Regions from separate parts of the Sorghum bicolor genome. Here region 2 is linked to region 1. A link is a contact called in public HiCAR-type data. All regions are on one chromosome and are shown on one strand. The core of a region is the stretch at or near the end of the contact, and the rest is flanking DNA. Distances in the headings are between cores, read along the strand shown. Region 1 holds the start of LOC110436825 (glyceraldehyde-3-phosphate dehydrogenase 1, cytosolic-like). Region 2 holds the start of LOC8066130 (lysine histidine transporter 2).

The links. HiCAR-type assays count read pairs that join an accessible place to other places.
Region 2: a HiCAR-type map of leaf shows a contact between it and region 1, with 2.2 times the contacts expected there. The contact joins the promoter of LOC8066130 here to the promoter of LOC110436825 in region 1. A contact is called at or near these places in 1 of 4 Hi-C or Micro-C datasets (leaf) and 1 of 1 datasets of contacts at active chromatin or transcription factors (leaf).

The regions. Positions count from the first base shown.
Region 1 is chr7:2,306,938-2,314,733 of Sorghum_bicolor_NCBIv3, reverse strand. LOC110436825 (glyceraldehyde-3-phosphate dehydrogenase 1, cytosolic-like) reads right to left here and starts at 2,768. Exons shown (of 11, transcript XM_021464381.1): 1 at 2,586-2,768; 2 at 2,455-2,478; 3 at 2,232-2,332; 4 at 1,613-1,728; 5 at 1,425-1,524; 6 at 762-908; 7 at 612-672; 8 at 414-511; 9 at 1-21. The coding sequence starts at 2,589.
Region 2 is chr7:2,347,723-2,355,518 of Sorghum_bicolor_NCBIv3, reverse strand. It overlaps LOC8066130 (lysine histidine transporter 2), which reads right to left and starts at 3,828. Exons shown (of 7, transcript XM_002443752.2): 1 at 3,384-3,828; 2 at 3,063-3,226; 3 at 1,234-2,011; 4 at 1,007-1,112; 5 at 790-881; 6 at 629-697; 7 at 1-536. The coding sequence starts at 3,458. The coding sequence ends at 438. It overlaps LOC8066129 (lysine histidine transporter 2), which reads right to left. Exons shown (of 8, transcript XM_002443751.2): 6 at 7,593-7,684; 7 at 6,987-7,055; 8 at 6,322-6,882. The coding sequence ends at 6,784.

The DNA of each region.
Region 1 (7,796 bases), core at 1,519-4,018:
AGGAAGAACCTTACCAACAGCCTGCAATTCATCGACATTGAAAATAAGCATTCCAAGTATATTCATCATCAGAACGGAACAGCTACCAATTTTGTAAGAACTACAATAAGCAGCAAAATGAGGTGAAATATTGTAGATTTGGCATCTCCAGGTGTGGGCATAGCTAAAATATCATGTTGTCATGTTTGAGAACAGTTGCAACAGTTCAACATGTGCTGACAGTGACACTTGTATTTTTTTTAATCTCAACATCAAAGATGAATTTACACTGAATGATTGCGTAGATGGGACTGCACTGTGTTATTCACAAAGCTAAGCGAACACAAAATAGAGCACAAATAACTGATTACTAGTTTGTGCAAACAACCGATACAGATTTCACTGCATACAACATTGTGAGTTTTATCCTATACCTTGGCAGCACCAGTGCTGCTGGGAATGATGTTGAAGCTGGCGGCCCTGCCACCTCTCCAGTCCTTGGCTGAGGGTCCATCAACAGTCTTCTGGGTGGCTGAAAGATAAGCATCATGTTGTCATTTTACAGCCAACCACAAGTACCAATCCTAGGACTAGGGAGTATGAAGATTGCTCAACAGCCAAAGAGAGCTCACCAGTGATGGCATGAACAGTTGTCATCAAGCCCTCAATAATACCAAAGTTGTCATGAATGACCTGGTTTATGACATTAGACATCATTAATAAATGATTCTACATTGGAACAGCAGAAACAACTAAAAAAGCTTAAGAGAAGGACAACACACCTTAGCAAGGGGAGCAAGGCAGTTCGTGGTGCAGCTAGCATTGGAAACAATGTTAATGTCCGAGGTGTACTTGTCCTCATTGACACCAACAACAAACATGGGTGCATCTTTGCTTGGGGCAGAGATAACAACCTTCTTGGCACCACCCTGTTGTTCAAAAGGAAAGTAAAGCTATTAGAAACATCCAATTTAACAGAGGAAAATACAAGCTCAGTAGTTTGACACAGCAAGAGTAAAGTGATAAGAGTAAAGAGGGTACAAGGGTTATCCTAGTCATGACACTGCACTACGAGTCTAATAATTTCAATCTAAGTCCAGTAACAGACTAACAGTACTTTTATAGCAATGAAACTGAAGTACATTCCAAAACCTCAGGTTATCACAGCATGTCAGAAGCAATCAACCAACTCAACTGGAAGTAACCAGCTATACTAAAAACAGCACTGCCTGATTGCAGCTCTTGAGCTTCCATGCAGCAGTACTAATAAGAATCTACTAGTGCAAACTTGTATACATTAAGCCCAACTACTTGGTGGGATCTCTAAATTTATGCACCACACATGTACAATCCATATTTGCGATCTGGGAGAACATGATACCCAAACAAGTGAAACAGCATATACATTCTGAAACAAGTAAAGGCTCGTGAAGCAGAAATTATACCTTCAGATGTGCAGCAGCCTTGTCCTTGTCAGTGAAGACACCAGTGGACTCCACGACATAGTCAGCACCAGCCTCACCCCACGGGATCTCCTCAGGGTTCCTGTAGAATTGCAGCAGTTCAAGCATCAGCTAACAACTTGAGCACATAAACTCAATCCATGTCTGAAAGAAGCAGGCGAGGGGAGTACCTGATGCCAAAGACGGTGACTGGCTTCTCACCGAAGAGAAGGGTCTTGGAGTCCTTGAGGGTGATTTCACTGTGCTTCCAGTGGCCGTGCACGGTGTCATACTTGAACATGTAGGTCTACGCAAGATGAGAGGGGAGCACATAAACCATGAGCACAGCACACAGATTTCAGGATTCAGAAACTGAAGTAAGCACCAAATCTGACACCTCAAGCTGTTCATACCAACAGATACTGATAAAGCCAGTAAATAACTTAAGGCCTTGTTTAGTTCCCAACAAATTTTGCAAAATTTTTCAGATTCCCCGTCACATCGAATCTTTAGCCACAAGCATAGAGTATTAAATATAGACGAAAATAAAAACTAATTGCACAGTTTGGTCGGAATTGACGAGACGAATCTTTTAAGCCTAGGTAGTCCATGATCGGGCAATATTTATCAAATACAAACGAAAATGCTACAGTGTCGATTTCCAAAAAAAAATTTTGAACTAAACAAGGCCTAAGTAAAACAACTCTGGAAGCTATGATTAACCAAATCGAGCATGCATGCTGACCCACCCTAAAATAACATAAAACTTCCAGGTGTACGGAACAAAAGCAACAGATCGAGAAGCATTACCATGTAATCCGTGGTGATGAAGGGGTCGTTGACGGCGACGAGCTCGACATCCTCGCTCTGGAGGGCGACCCTGGCCACGAGCCTGCCGATCCTTCCGAAACCTGAGCAAACGCAGATGCAGAGAGAGCGCTCTCAGATCAGCCCAAACCACAACCAAACAAGACCAAACGAGCTCGAGCAGGAGAAATAGCAATAGCATAGCTTAGGGGGGGTACAAACTCACCGTTGATTCCGATCTTAATCTTGCCTGCATCCAGAGATCCAGCCAGAAAAACCAATTGGTCAGATCTGAGTACGAAGCAAGAAGGATCAGCAATCAAACGGACAAATCCCAGGCGGGAGCGAAGAATTTACCCATGGCGAGTCAGGAGCGAGGACGGGGACGGGAGATGCTCGAGATAAGTGAAGCGTCTAGAAGCTGATATGGGATGAGATGGGGGGTTTAGCGGTTGCCCTTTTATAAAGCCCAGAGAAGGCAATGAGGAGAGAAAAAAAAAATCTTTTGTTAATTAATTAATGAATTAATTATTAAAGGAGAAAGCGAAATGCGACTACAGGGAGGACAAAATAAACAATGGGAGCAAATAATTGTGGAATGAGGTGCGGCGATGACCTGTCCAATGCGCCTTTCTCCAGAAGGCGTAGGCCGGGACAGGTGTCCGGATGACGTGTAGGCCCGGACAGTACCGCGGCCCACGTGTCATGGAGGGAGAAGTTCGTCTCGGGGGTAGGTGCGTTCCGTTGTTCCGCGCGTGGATTGTGGCGCAAGAAGAAGAAGAAAGTCATATTTCCTTCTCCATTTCTTTCTTTGCAAACAAAGGATAATAATAAAAATAAAGAAAAATACAACTAAAAAATAAAATTGTATCCCATATCTATATCTATAAAACTATAGCCTTATCGCGGCTTATTCTTGCAGCGGTATAATGCCATAATATATCTCATATCATATCATATCTAATATTTATATATATTATATCTACATCTATATTTACATATCCTATCTATACAAATAATATGAGTTTTCAAGAGTGAAAAATGTCTCTTCTTCAAAGCACCCGTTATAAATATGCTTTAAGATTATCATTTTTATCTTCTTGTCTTCCGGCATCTACTCTTTATCCCTATCAATCAATATACAATGATTTCTTTTTTGTCTATAAATTAAATTACTAGGACAGAGATTAAAGACTTACAGATGAATAACCTTTTCTCCGTTTCACTATAATTGTCACTGTTCTTTTAGACTTTCAATTTTCTCTTGTGTCGAAAAAACAAATAATGTTGATTATGCTATTATCTACACCCTTGCCAAGCTAACATCGTACTCGTGCACTTATATTTCATCATGTGTGGTTAGAATTGATATTGGTCTCTCTTTTTATGTTGAAAAATTGTGGCTCGGCACATGGATGCGCGCGCGCGGACGGGCCGAAAGTGGCTGGGGCAGGGTGTTCCAGCGGCGCACGGCGAGTGTTGGCCAGGTGACGGCGAGCTGAGGTCCCTGTGTCATGGCACCGAATCGACGTGGTGGATGAATTGGCACACTCGAGGTTGCATTGGCATTGCTGGCTTACTCAGCGTGGCCCCGTCGTCACTCGTGTTTGTGTGGACGAGCCAATCAGCCAACGATCGTATCATATGTATCCATCCATCCACGTGGTAGAGAGAGCGAGAGGACACGTGTTCTTCCCTTGCCCATAGTTGCCTGCCAAGGCCCAAGGGCATCTTCTTCTTCTTGTTCAGGTTCAGGCCTTGTCATATCGAATCTTATGACACATATATGAAACATTAAATATAGACGAAAACAAAAACTAATTACACAGTTTAGCTATAAATCACGAGACGAATCTTTTGACTCTAGTTAGTTTATGATTGAATAATATTTATTACAAACAAACGAAAGTGCTACGGTACCGCTGAAACCCCAACAGTGGCCGCGGCGGGGAGGAGCGTGGGCATGTGCGACATGCAGATGGCAGATGCAGATCCCGATGACCCCGAGACTAGGGCCTTGTTTAGTTCACCCAAAAAGCAAAAAGTTTTCAAGATTCCCTGTCACATCGAATCTTGCGGCACATGCATGAAGCATTAAATATAGACGAAAGCAAAAACTAATTACACAGTTTAGCTGGAAATCGCGAGACGAATCTTTTGATCCTAGTTAGTCCATAATTAGATAATATTTGTCACAAACAAACGAAAATGCTACAGTACTGAAATCCGAAATCTTTTCAGAACTAAACAAGGCCTAGCTGCCCCATGGGGAATGGAATATGCTATGCTCCACACATTCTCGGCGAATATGCCCGCCCCCGACTGGCAAGACCGACCACCACGCAGCAGCCGGCTGCCGGCTGCCGTCGTCGCGCACGGCCCGGCCGAGAGCCCACGACCGGCGACCACCAGCCCCCCTTCCTAAAACGTCCGCGCCGTCGTCGTGGTTCGTCAGATTCAGGGGACGCCCGACCGCGGATTTCCAGGCAAATCGTGCCACTGCCAGCGCCGATGGTTTTTCAGCATCTATATGTATATTTTTCTAATAATAAATTAACATATTTTTAATTATAATTTATTAGCTAAACGAACATACCTGCGTTCATGCTTTCAATTCATGGTCTTCCTCGTCGAGCCAGCCCGCCGCCACCTCGGCTCGGTGTGCACTCTGGTCTTGTTTTTTTTTTTTGTCTCTCCTGTATACCAGGGCCTTGTTTAGGTCACTCCAAAAACCAAAATCTTTTCAAGATTCCCCATCACATCGAATCTTACGCCATATGTATGGAGTATTAAATATAGATGAAAATTAATTACATAGTTTACCTGTAAATCACGAGATGAATCTTTTAAACCTAATTACTCCATAATTGAATAATGTTTGTCAAATAAAAACGAAAGTGCTACAGTTCTGAAAACTTTTCAGTTTTTGGAACTAAACAAGGCCCAGTTTGTCAAACTTGTGCATGCACGGGCATCTGGAAATTAAATCCCTGTGCCTGCCAAATCAACCACCACGAAGCGTATTAGGTCCTATTTGGTTTCACGAGTTCAAGTTTATCGTCCGTTACATCAAATATTTGAATAGATACATAAAATACTAAAACAACACTAAAAACTAGAGAGTAATTTGTTAGACGAATCTTTTAAATCTAATTAATTTATGGCTGAACACTAATTATCCCAACAAAACACCCGAGTGGTTCTCGATCCTGTCTCGTTACTGCTCGCCTTGTTCTACGCCTTTTAGTTCCATCTCTTTTAAAAAATAATATTATAGCACTTTTATTTATATTTAACAAATATTATCTAATTACGAACTATCTAGATTTAAAAGATTTGTCTCGTAAATTATAAATAAATTGTATAATTAGTTATTTTTTATCTATATTTAGTGTTCCATATATATACCATAAGATTCGATGTGACGGAGAATTAAAAAATTTGTATATTTTTTAACTAAACAAGACTCGCATCGCAGGACCGAACGACGAGATCACAGCAAATCAGGAATCCTACACCTTTCTTAAAGCAGCTTCGACTTTCTATCTATCTTTTTTTTTGTTGGATGAAATATGGAAGCTTCGACTTTGTTTTCCACGTTGCTGTACGTCTGTGTCTGTCAACCAGCGTCATGGACGTGTGTTTTTTTTTTTTTCACGAGCCTTAATTTTTAGTTAAGGCGGCACAGGTAAGAATGCTCTTCCAACGATGGTTGTTTCATTTAAAGTAAGAGGTTCGCATTGAAAATAGAAAACTTTGACCAATCGGCTTCTCGGGCTCTCGCGTGGTGGATCACCAATAATTACAGAATGCAACAATTACAGAATGCATGAATAATGCTCAATCGGCTTCTCAGACTCTCCTGTAGCGAAGTAGTGTAGGTCAGTCTCAATGCATAGTTTTATGACACAGTTATCAAGACTATAAACTAGGTAATCGAGTCACATAAGTTTTATAGGGATGAAACTTCTCTCTCATCTGATGAAACTCCTTCATTTAATGACTTTGTCAAGTCAGCAATTTTGCTTATGTGGCACCCTATTTAATGTGTATGACACTCTCATAAAACATGCATTGAGACTAACCTAAGGGCAGTCCCAATGGATCATTGATGGTAGTTTCTATCCCTCTTAATTATACTGACAGCTCAGCAATTTGCTGATGTGGCAAAAGAGTTATTAAGGAAAGAGAGTACAAAACGTAGAAATCGTTTCTTCCTCAAGAAATCGCGTCCTCACTCAGATCGATGCGTGAAGAAACGAGTAAAAACGCATTGGGGAGAAACCACTAGTTTCCATCGTCTCCACGGCATTTCATTCGCAAGTTGTGCAGCAGGAAGCAAGCCGTCGTTGCCACAGGTCGACTTGCCCAGGCCACCGTAGATCGCTCGCCTAGGCCACTCGCTCAGGCCGCTACAAATCGCTCGCCTGGGTGGCTCGCCGTCCGGCATCTGGCTTTGCCGCGCTCGACGTTGCTCTCTAGCGAGGTTGCTAGCTCGTGCAGGCTCTCCATGTCGATGAAGCGGACGGCGGCAGGCACGCAGCCCTCCATGGCAAGGTCGTCCGAGCAAGCTCTTGGCCGCGATCGAGCATACGACCCTCCATGGGACCATGGCGAGGTCATTCGTAGGTCCACGACGGTGACGCCTGCGAGCACGTGGACCTCCATGGCGAGCTCTCTGACGCCCACGAGCACGCGGTCCTCCATGGCGATGTTGTTCACAGGTCCACGACAATGACACCGCGAGCAAGTATGTGGCCCTCCATGGCAAGGTCGTCCGTGGCTCCTGCAAAAAACAAATGTGCATGCAGCTCTAGGAGGAAGACGATGCACTTGCTGAGAGAGAAAACAATAAAAAAAGAATATTTATTAGGGAAAGAAACTTCCATTGTGTGAGATGATTTCTACATACAATTTCTTGCCCACTTAATTGTTATGGAAACCGTGCATAGTTTCAACCATTGTGTGAGATGATTTCTACATACAATTTCTTGCCCACTTAATTGTTATGAAAGCTTTATAGAATTTTATAAATATTTAATATGCTGATATAACACTATATTTGTGAAGACGAAAGCATAAGAGCAGTGTTCCAATAATAATAAAAAATACATGTAGTTTCTATATAACAATTTTTTATCCAGTCACATACAATCTTTCTTTATTTTCTACCAATCACATCTCTTCTAGTATTAATTCTCATGTAGACATAGTTTCTAACTTAGACTCACTTTTTATGATTTTTGTTCTCTTTTTAATAACTAACTTATCATATCAGCAAAATGCTTATATGATAATATAATTAATATCCATAAAAACTATGATGATTTATGCACTACGAGTTCTCTAAGAATTTTATAAGAATAGAAAAGATTTTATGAAGATAAAACTCTTTAGCTCTATTTTCAAAACATGCAAGTATTAGAAACTGGGATATGAAATTAGCACTGAGACTGGTCTAATGTTCACCATCGTATCACCGATCAAGCAGCCAAAGAGGCGCCGGGTGTCTATCCAGCTCAACTTTGGCCTGGTTTAGTTCATCTCAAAAACTAAATTTTTTTCAAG
Region 2 (7,796 bases), core at 2,579-5,078, 40 kb before region 1:
ATTCTCTAAAAAAAATACAAAGCACCACGCTTCCATTTTCGCGTTTATACATACAAAAAAGCTAACATTCCCTGAATATAAAGAAGTATGAAGAAAAACTACATACACATGTATATAATCCACTCCAAGCAAACTCCTAGGTTAGGCCATGACTAAGGGAAGCTTGACATGTCAGGAACATTCATCAACTGGAACACGTTTTAGGCCATGATGGTATTCCCTTTTTGGCACGACAAAGAACTCACAATAGACATTATAATCGATTGCCGATTAGCGCATCTGATGCAAGCTTTTTGTCATTCCAAACAAGTAGTTCAGAATCCCGTGGTACAAAATCCAAAACCTGTTCACCTGATGATGTGGCCTGAGACTTGTCAGGGTCTCTGTTGTAGTTGGTTAAACAAGGGGTTTGCACTGTGTTGGACAATCATGCATGTTTACTGGTAGAAATGGTATGTCTTGGCACTAATAATGATGTTCCGGAGTCCTCCAATCGGCGCCAGTACCATCAGAAGCACTCCAAGAATAATGCAGATCTGAATAATAGGGAGAGCACAGGTAAGTTAGACGACAGCAGATTAATTAAGCCTGATAAGATAGGCTGGACTGTGAATTAGTTGGTTCTTACCCAGTTGGTGAACCATGAGAGGCTGAACCTTTTGGGCTTGTAGATTGCGAGCCACATGATGCAGGGAAGCTGGCAGAAAAAAAAAAGATTGGTCAGCTGTCATATTGTCATGTTACATTCTGAAACCCAAAACAATTGGATAGTCATCGACTGGAACTTACGAAATAAGTTGTCGGTGCGAACGCGAATCCACCAAAGAAACTTAGCAATCCATCAAAAAAGGGGAAGGTGATGGCTATGAACATTGTGAACGCTGCACACATGTGACATCTTGTCAGTCTTATTTCTTGAGGATGAGACTGTGAGAAGCTCATCTGGTTAGCACAGCTGGCTTTAAGAGTTTAGACTGAAAAGGTTGTGTTCAGACAAAGGCATTACCAACATAAACAGTACGGGCAATCAGACGGAGCATCAGGCCAGGAGGGAACCGCAGCTTCTTCACCAGCACCGTCTCCATCATGTCGAACACCGGCATCGCATAAATCTGTGCAGCCATATATCCATCATTCAGTTCAGCATCTTCCATGTATGTATACATCTATACATGCTTGACTTGGAAGAAGTTGGAAGACATATATGTATATATGTACAATAATATGTACTACCTGGTAGCTGCCAATGACATGGATGACGACCATCATGTTGGCGAGGGCAATGAGCCACTTAGGCCTGGAGAGCGTGATGAGGATGTCGCTGTCAACAGTATTGCCAAAGGCCCAGTAACCGACGAATGACACAGGGAAGTAGCACAGCGCGACGACGATGTAGGCGACGACGACGCCCTTCCACATGGGCTTCTTGGACGGCTTCTCCGGCGTCGACGGGATGGTGGCCTGGATCTCCAGCACCACGTTGTGCCCGGCGTAGGCGAACGCCACGGTGCCTAGCGCTCCCAAGAAACCGAACACCTTCCCAGGCGTCGTCGTCGCGCGCATCCCGTAGTCGACGTTCGCCGCTTTCCCCTTGTCCACCGACGCGCCCCACGCGATGGTGGAGTAGCTGAGCGACATGACGGCGGCGGCGAGGGACACGCCGGAGATGGAGTTGAAGTTGGGGAGCTGGGAGAGGACGAAGTGGACGGAGGCGAAGATCATGATGAAGTAGGTGAGCTTGAGTTGCTTGCAGCTCTCGCAGACGGTGTCGTGGAACTTCTTCAGCGACGTGCCGCCGGTGACCATGTAGACGATGTTGACGCCGACCTCGACGACGAGCTGCTGCGGCACGACGATCCACAGGCCCAGCCGCTCGCCGAACGCGTGCTGCCCGAGCTCGTGGTACCGGTCGAAGCGCTTGCCAGGGACCATCTCGTGCATCTCCACCATCTGCCACAGCGTGTACAGCGTGATGATCCATGACAAGATCATAATCGTGACGCCAGCGCCCCTGCAATTGACAGGAATATATAACAAAATTATATGTATGTAGGGTTGGTTAATGTTCATCCATGACAAGTGTCACACGGATGACTGATATGTTCAGCTTCAGCGAGTATATAGGTCGTGGGATTCGAACAGAATGGGCCGAAAGTCAGCGAATTTTGTCCGTCATTTCGGTGAGGCCAAAAATGACTTCATGCATAGCAAAAAAAAAAAAAAAAACTCAGCCCAATTTGGAATTTCAATCTAACCAGCCAAAGCCCAAATGTCCACAAATCGTCCCTTTCTCTTGTGCATAGAAGGGGAAATTAATCCTAATCGGTCCGTTTAGAACAGCTTCTCTACCGATTTCACGAGCTATTTTTATACCAAACAGGATAAAATAAAACAAGTTTACTCAGGAAGCCTCTTAAATCATGCTCTCACAAAGGTTTGTGATGGTATGGAATCAAAAATAGTGGATTCACTCAGCTTCACTTTGTTCTAGTGGGCGAATTTTGTCCGTCATTTCGGTGAGGCCAGAAATATATGGAGCTATATTGCCAAACGGTTTTCTAAAATGGCTCAAGCTCTATTTCGATAGAGCTATTCATAAAGTAAAAAATTTTGAGGGAACCACGCCAAATGAGCCATAGTTTCCTCCTTTTACCTCTCGAATATAAAATTTCAGTCGAATTTCTTAATAAAATCTAGAATCTTTTGACTAGTCAACACATAGGGGATCCCAGTGTGGAACCAAAAGTCATATATTTCGATAGGAGCCATGACAAACATTAATTATGCAACACCGTACTTTGTCTGTCAAGAATAAAATCAAACTAGCTTAACTTAAGTTTATATTAAACAGTATTAATATTTATGTTCCCAACTAAGTTTACAATTAAATTAATGATACTTATTTTGTATATCATAATGCTATTATTATTTCATATAAACTCAGTCAAACTTCTAATTGCTTGAATCACTGATGAGCGAAAATTGCAAAAATAAAAATTGAGTGGGGAAATATACTAGCTAGCTAGATAGATACTGTAATTGACAAATATACATATGCATACCAGCCGAGCTCGGACATGGCGTAGGGAAGGCCGAGCACGCCGGCGCCGACCATGGCGGTGACGTTATGGAACGCAGAGTACCACCACTTGGCGTTCCTCGACGCGTTGATGGGGAGCCAGTTGTCGATCTCCGCCGCCTTCTCCTCGGCGCTCCTGCCGCCATCCTGCATACGGAGTCGATCTGATTAATTCATCGCACTACATATACAGGTCACACACACACACAAGCAAAGCTCGAGTCGTCTTCACAGCAGAGAGCTAGAGCTAGAGCTAGAGCTAGCTAGGTTCATGCATGGTGAATCGGCGACGGGGACGGCGTACCCTGGCCGGAGAATAGTTGGCCGCCGGCGGCGGCCCTTGCTGCGTCGTCTCCATGGACGGCTGGACTGCCGCCATCACCTAACGCACACGCACGATTGGATAATGGATGCTGCCAATGCCAAAAGATCAGAGAGAGCAATGGAGTTTGGAGAGGGAGGAACAACAGGGAGGACTATATATGGGAAGACAGGACAGGAATTGAAGCGAAGCTACTACAACTTAACACAACCCATGGCTTTTTTTTTCTTCCAGCAGGTAGCTGGAGTTGTGTCTCATCGAACCAGGCCATCCGATGATCTATCTGATCTGTCCATCGTCTGAAAGCATGCAGGAGAAGAAATTCGCTTCCTCGCTTTTGATTTGTCACTGTCAGTGTGTGTGCACTCTCGACTGGTCAAACCCTCACGTTGCACTCTCTGATAACGTGATGGACTTCCATGCGTCGATCGATCGTCGTCTAATTCTCCAGCTTCAACACAAAAATACGCGCTAATACAATAATATATATGTATGCGTGCATGTGTCATCGATCTAGACTCTAGTAGAGAGAACGATGCAAATTGATTAATCAAAGTCAAGGAGTGTGCGGCCGTGCGCCGTGTGACGATCAAAGTTTCCTCGTTGAAAAACTTACACCACCACAAATCCTGTGGAACAGTTGAAGTGTCGCTGATGCTGAAAGCGACCGACTTCGTTTTACTGTTTGCAGGTTTCCGGCTGGACGAAACGTGTCGACGGAAATTGTATTGTAGACAAGTCTCTGCCCTGCTGCCTAGGTTGCTACCATAGTTTTTAATCTTCCACTATAGCTGCCGCTATAATTTGTTATAGTCTTTTGAGGCAAGATATTGCTATTTATGTTCACGTGCTATATCCCGCTATAGTCTAATTCAACTCTGCTATTAGTTATTTTAGAGATATACCGCTAAACACTTTAATTAGCTCGCTATTTAAAACATTGGTTGGTACACATGGATCGTCGACTTAAGTGTCCTGGTCTTGCCGTTCTCTGCGACTTGGGCTTACACGGCCGACCACGATATGTACTCCCTCCATACTCAAAATAGTTGACGTTCTGAGTACTCGTGAAGAAATCGCGAAACTTGTCGTGGTGGGTTTGCAGCTGCGTGTACGGACGAGTATACCCTTGCTGCCGTCCGCTCGGCTCCCAGACTGAAATGAGGAATGGCTTCAGCCGCCTGCTCATTAGTGGCTAGGTGCCGTCTCCTCGGCTCTGGTGCAAACAATAAAAAAGTGACCCGTTCTCTGCTCTTGCATAGAGAGACTCGTGGCGCATGCGCGCCACAGCGGGGCGAATCGCCTTACCGCAAGCCATGCAAAAGAAAAAGGGTGGCCCCAAGACTCGAACCAACGACCTCCGGCCTCGGTCTGCGGAGCTCACGCCACTCGAGCTATGGCAGATTACTGTCAAAGAAGCAATCGCAACGCTATTTAATAGGGGCGAAATAGGAAAACTAACCCCTGCTTAATCATTCCTTGGTTAGCGCATTTCTGTCTAAAACGTCAACAAAATCGAGTATGGAGGGAGTATGTATATATATATAGCCAACTGATAAATATATAGCGTATTATTAGCGTGTGTTTCTCTTCAACCCCGTATTTTTGCGTCGGGCACACGGATCTTGAAAAATCTCGAGGTTTCAAGTCCAGGTTCCATCTGGTATGATGATTGCATTCGATTTTTCATTGACTTTTTTTTGTTACATTTCTGTGAACACTATAAGTTTCTTATATCAATATATACAGCTGTATATATGCTTCGGACTTTTCTTCACCGGGAATTGCTACCGTGCTTCCAAAAAAGAATTCGACCACCCGTGAAACTGGCCAACCAAGTTGCTGACAAAACGTGACGATAAATTGATACTGAGACCGAACACACGCAAACAAGATGTACTAATCACTATGTAAGAACATATAGCTAAATAGTGACGAACCTTAGTGCACACGTCAGCAGTGACCGGTCAAATATGACGGTTGTTCGTGATCCAAATTGGTAGGAAATCGAATCATTCGGCTTTGAATGAAGAAGACCTACATGGTTAGAATGAATTTCGTCCTCGTCAAAACGATTGACATGAATATGTAGGTGGAATGCTTAATAAATTTGGAGTCTAGATGAGAAAGTTATATCCTTCATAAGATTCTTCTTCGAGAAAACAGGGTGATTCGATTTTGGAAAAGGGAATCCAATTTTTGATAGTATTGTATCAATTTGGGGGTGTTTAGTTCCCATTTTTTTTCAAATATTTTGGATTTTGGTTCATCATTTTGCAAAATAGAACTAAACATCATGCAAAATTTTTAGCAAAAATGTAGTTATTCTCCATTTTGGATTTTGGCCTCAAGAGGTAAAAAAAAACCCAAAATGAGCTTTAAGAGGCTTCATGAGGACAATAGATTCTGTATTTTGGATGGAACTAAACATGACTCTGAAAATTTTGATATTTTGCATTTCATCACTCCAAAGTAGTTGACATTTTGCATTTTGGATTCTATGGGGAACTAAACACCCCCTTGAACCGATTTTAACTGTAAAGCTTAACATATTTCGGCTTGCCCAATACGAATACAAAGGGGCCTGACCAATCGATCAACAGCGATCTTGGGCTGGATCTGACCCATGTCACGCATCGGCTTTCCTTGGTGGCTCTGACGCCTATCATCACGGCAGTAGGTGGCCATCTTTCTCAACGATGGCAGTTGGACCTCCCGCCAAATCTCATGTATTGGGGGCAAGATTTCCTCCTCAACTTTGAAGAGTTGAAGGATTTTTTTTCTCGAAACGCAAAAGATTTGCGTATCATTGCATTTAAGAAGGAAAACTATTTGTCATACAAACGACGCGCATCAAGCGCGCTAGGTGGTCTGCAGCAAGTTATGAGGACCCAACTCTGTTGCATTGTCATAACCCATGTTCCATATTTTGAAATGGATTGACCTCTGTGCTTCTTATGCTACAATCCTCTTCCTGCCAAGCCTCCTTTCTCCTCAGTCCATAGAGAATGGGGGGCTACTGGAGATGCTCTAATAGCAGCTCAAACAATTTATTTTTTTTACTAGTGACAGAACGCACACCAACGGCCAAGCAGATTCTAGCTTTGTATAAGCAATAGAATCCACCAACGTTCATTCTTCCTTATGCGCACATAAGTACATAACTACCGTAGAACATTGCCAAAAAAAAATACATGGGTTATGATGAACCCGCCACAGGACTTCATCTGTAACTGAAGACTCACAACATGCCTCTGACAAGTATCATCATTTGGAACAAGTTTTGGTTCTTGGAGCCTCCTCTTCTATTTGGGACACCAAAGGACTTGCAGAAGGCTATGTGATTGAGCCCTTGCATGTTCACAATTTGGAACATGGAAGTTTAGGAGTAGAATCGGTATGTCTTGGCAGACAAGATGATCTGCCGGAGTGCTCCGATCGGTGCCAGGATCATCAGGACCACTCCAAGAAGAATGCAGACCTGCAGAAACACATGGAGAAATGGATGATTAAGTAATTCCCAACCAGGGAAATCCTGTTGCAGAAAGAAAGGAAGGGATTTGTGTTCAGTTCATAATCTCTTACCCAGTTGGTGAACCATGAGAGGCTGAACCTTTTGGGCTTGTAGATTGCAAGCCACATGATGCAGGGAAGCTGGCAGAAACAAGAGAAGTTCTGTCAGATCTCAAATTGTCTACTTTTGGTGGAACATATGGAAAGAATGCAATAGAAGGATCTTCCAACAGCACAGTCTGCAACCAATACAAGTGGCTTCCTTATGTAAGGATGATATCACACAATATGGCTTAGCGATGGTATCACAAGACCAGAGGACTCAATTAGATTCACCGGAGGTCTAAATAGGATTACGAGTCCTAGCAGCGAGTGTGTACTGCTGGTTACTTTGTAGTTGGGGGGGGGGGGGGAGTTTTTTTTTTCGCCTGATAATTCTTCAGGCTGTTTTTTCTCTGTACAGGTTTTTGTTTTTCTTTTTATCGTCTAATAAAATCCGCGGCAAAGCTTTTGCCGTCCTTTCTAAAAAAAAAAAAATTGCTACGTATATTCCTATGACTTGATGGGTTGTACTAGGATTATACATGGTTCCGTATTTATATCTGAAATATACAAGCAGTTGCACGTTCTGTGACATTCTGAAAACGACAAGGAAACCATGGATCAATGCGAGCTTACAAAATAAGTTGTCGGTGCAAAGGCGAATCCACCGAAGAAACCGAGCAATCCACCGAAGAAGGGGATAGTGATGGCTACAAACGTTGTTAACGCTGCAGAAGTTGACACGCCCAGTTTGATCAGTGCGACATATCCATTTGCTTAGCAGAGCTTTACAGTAGTTATTTAGACTGAGAAGTTCTGTTGAAACTTCAGAAAGCAACA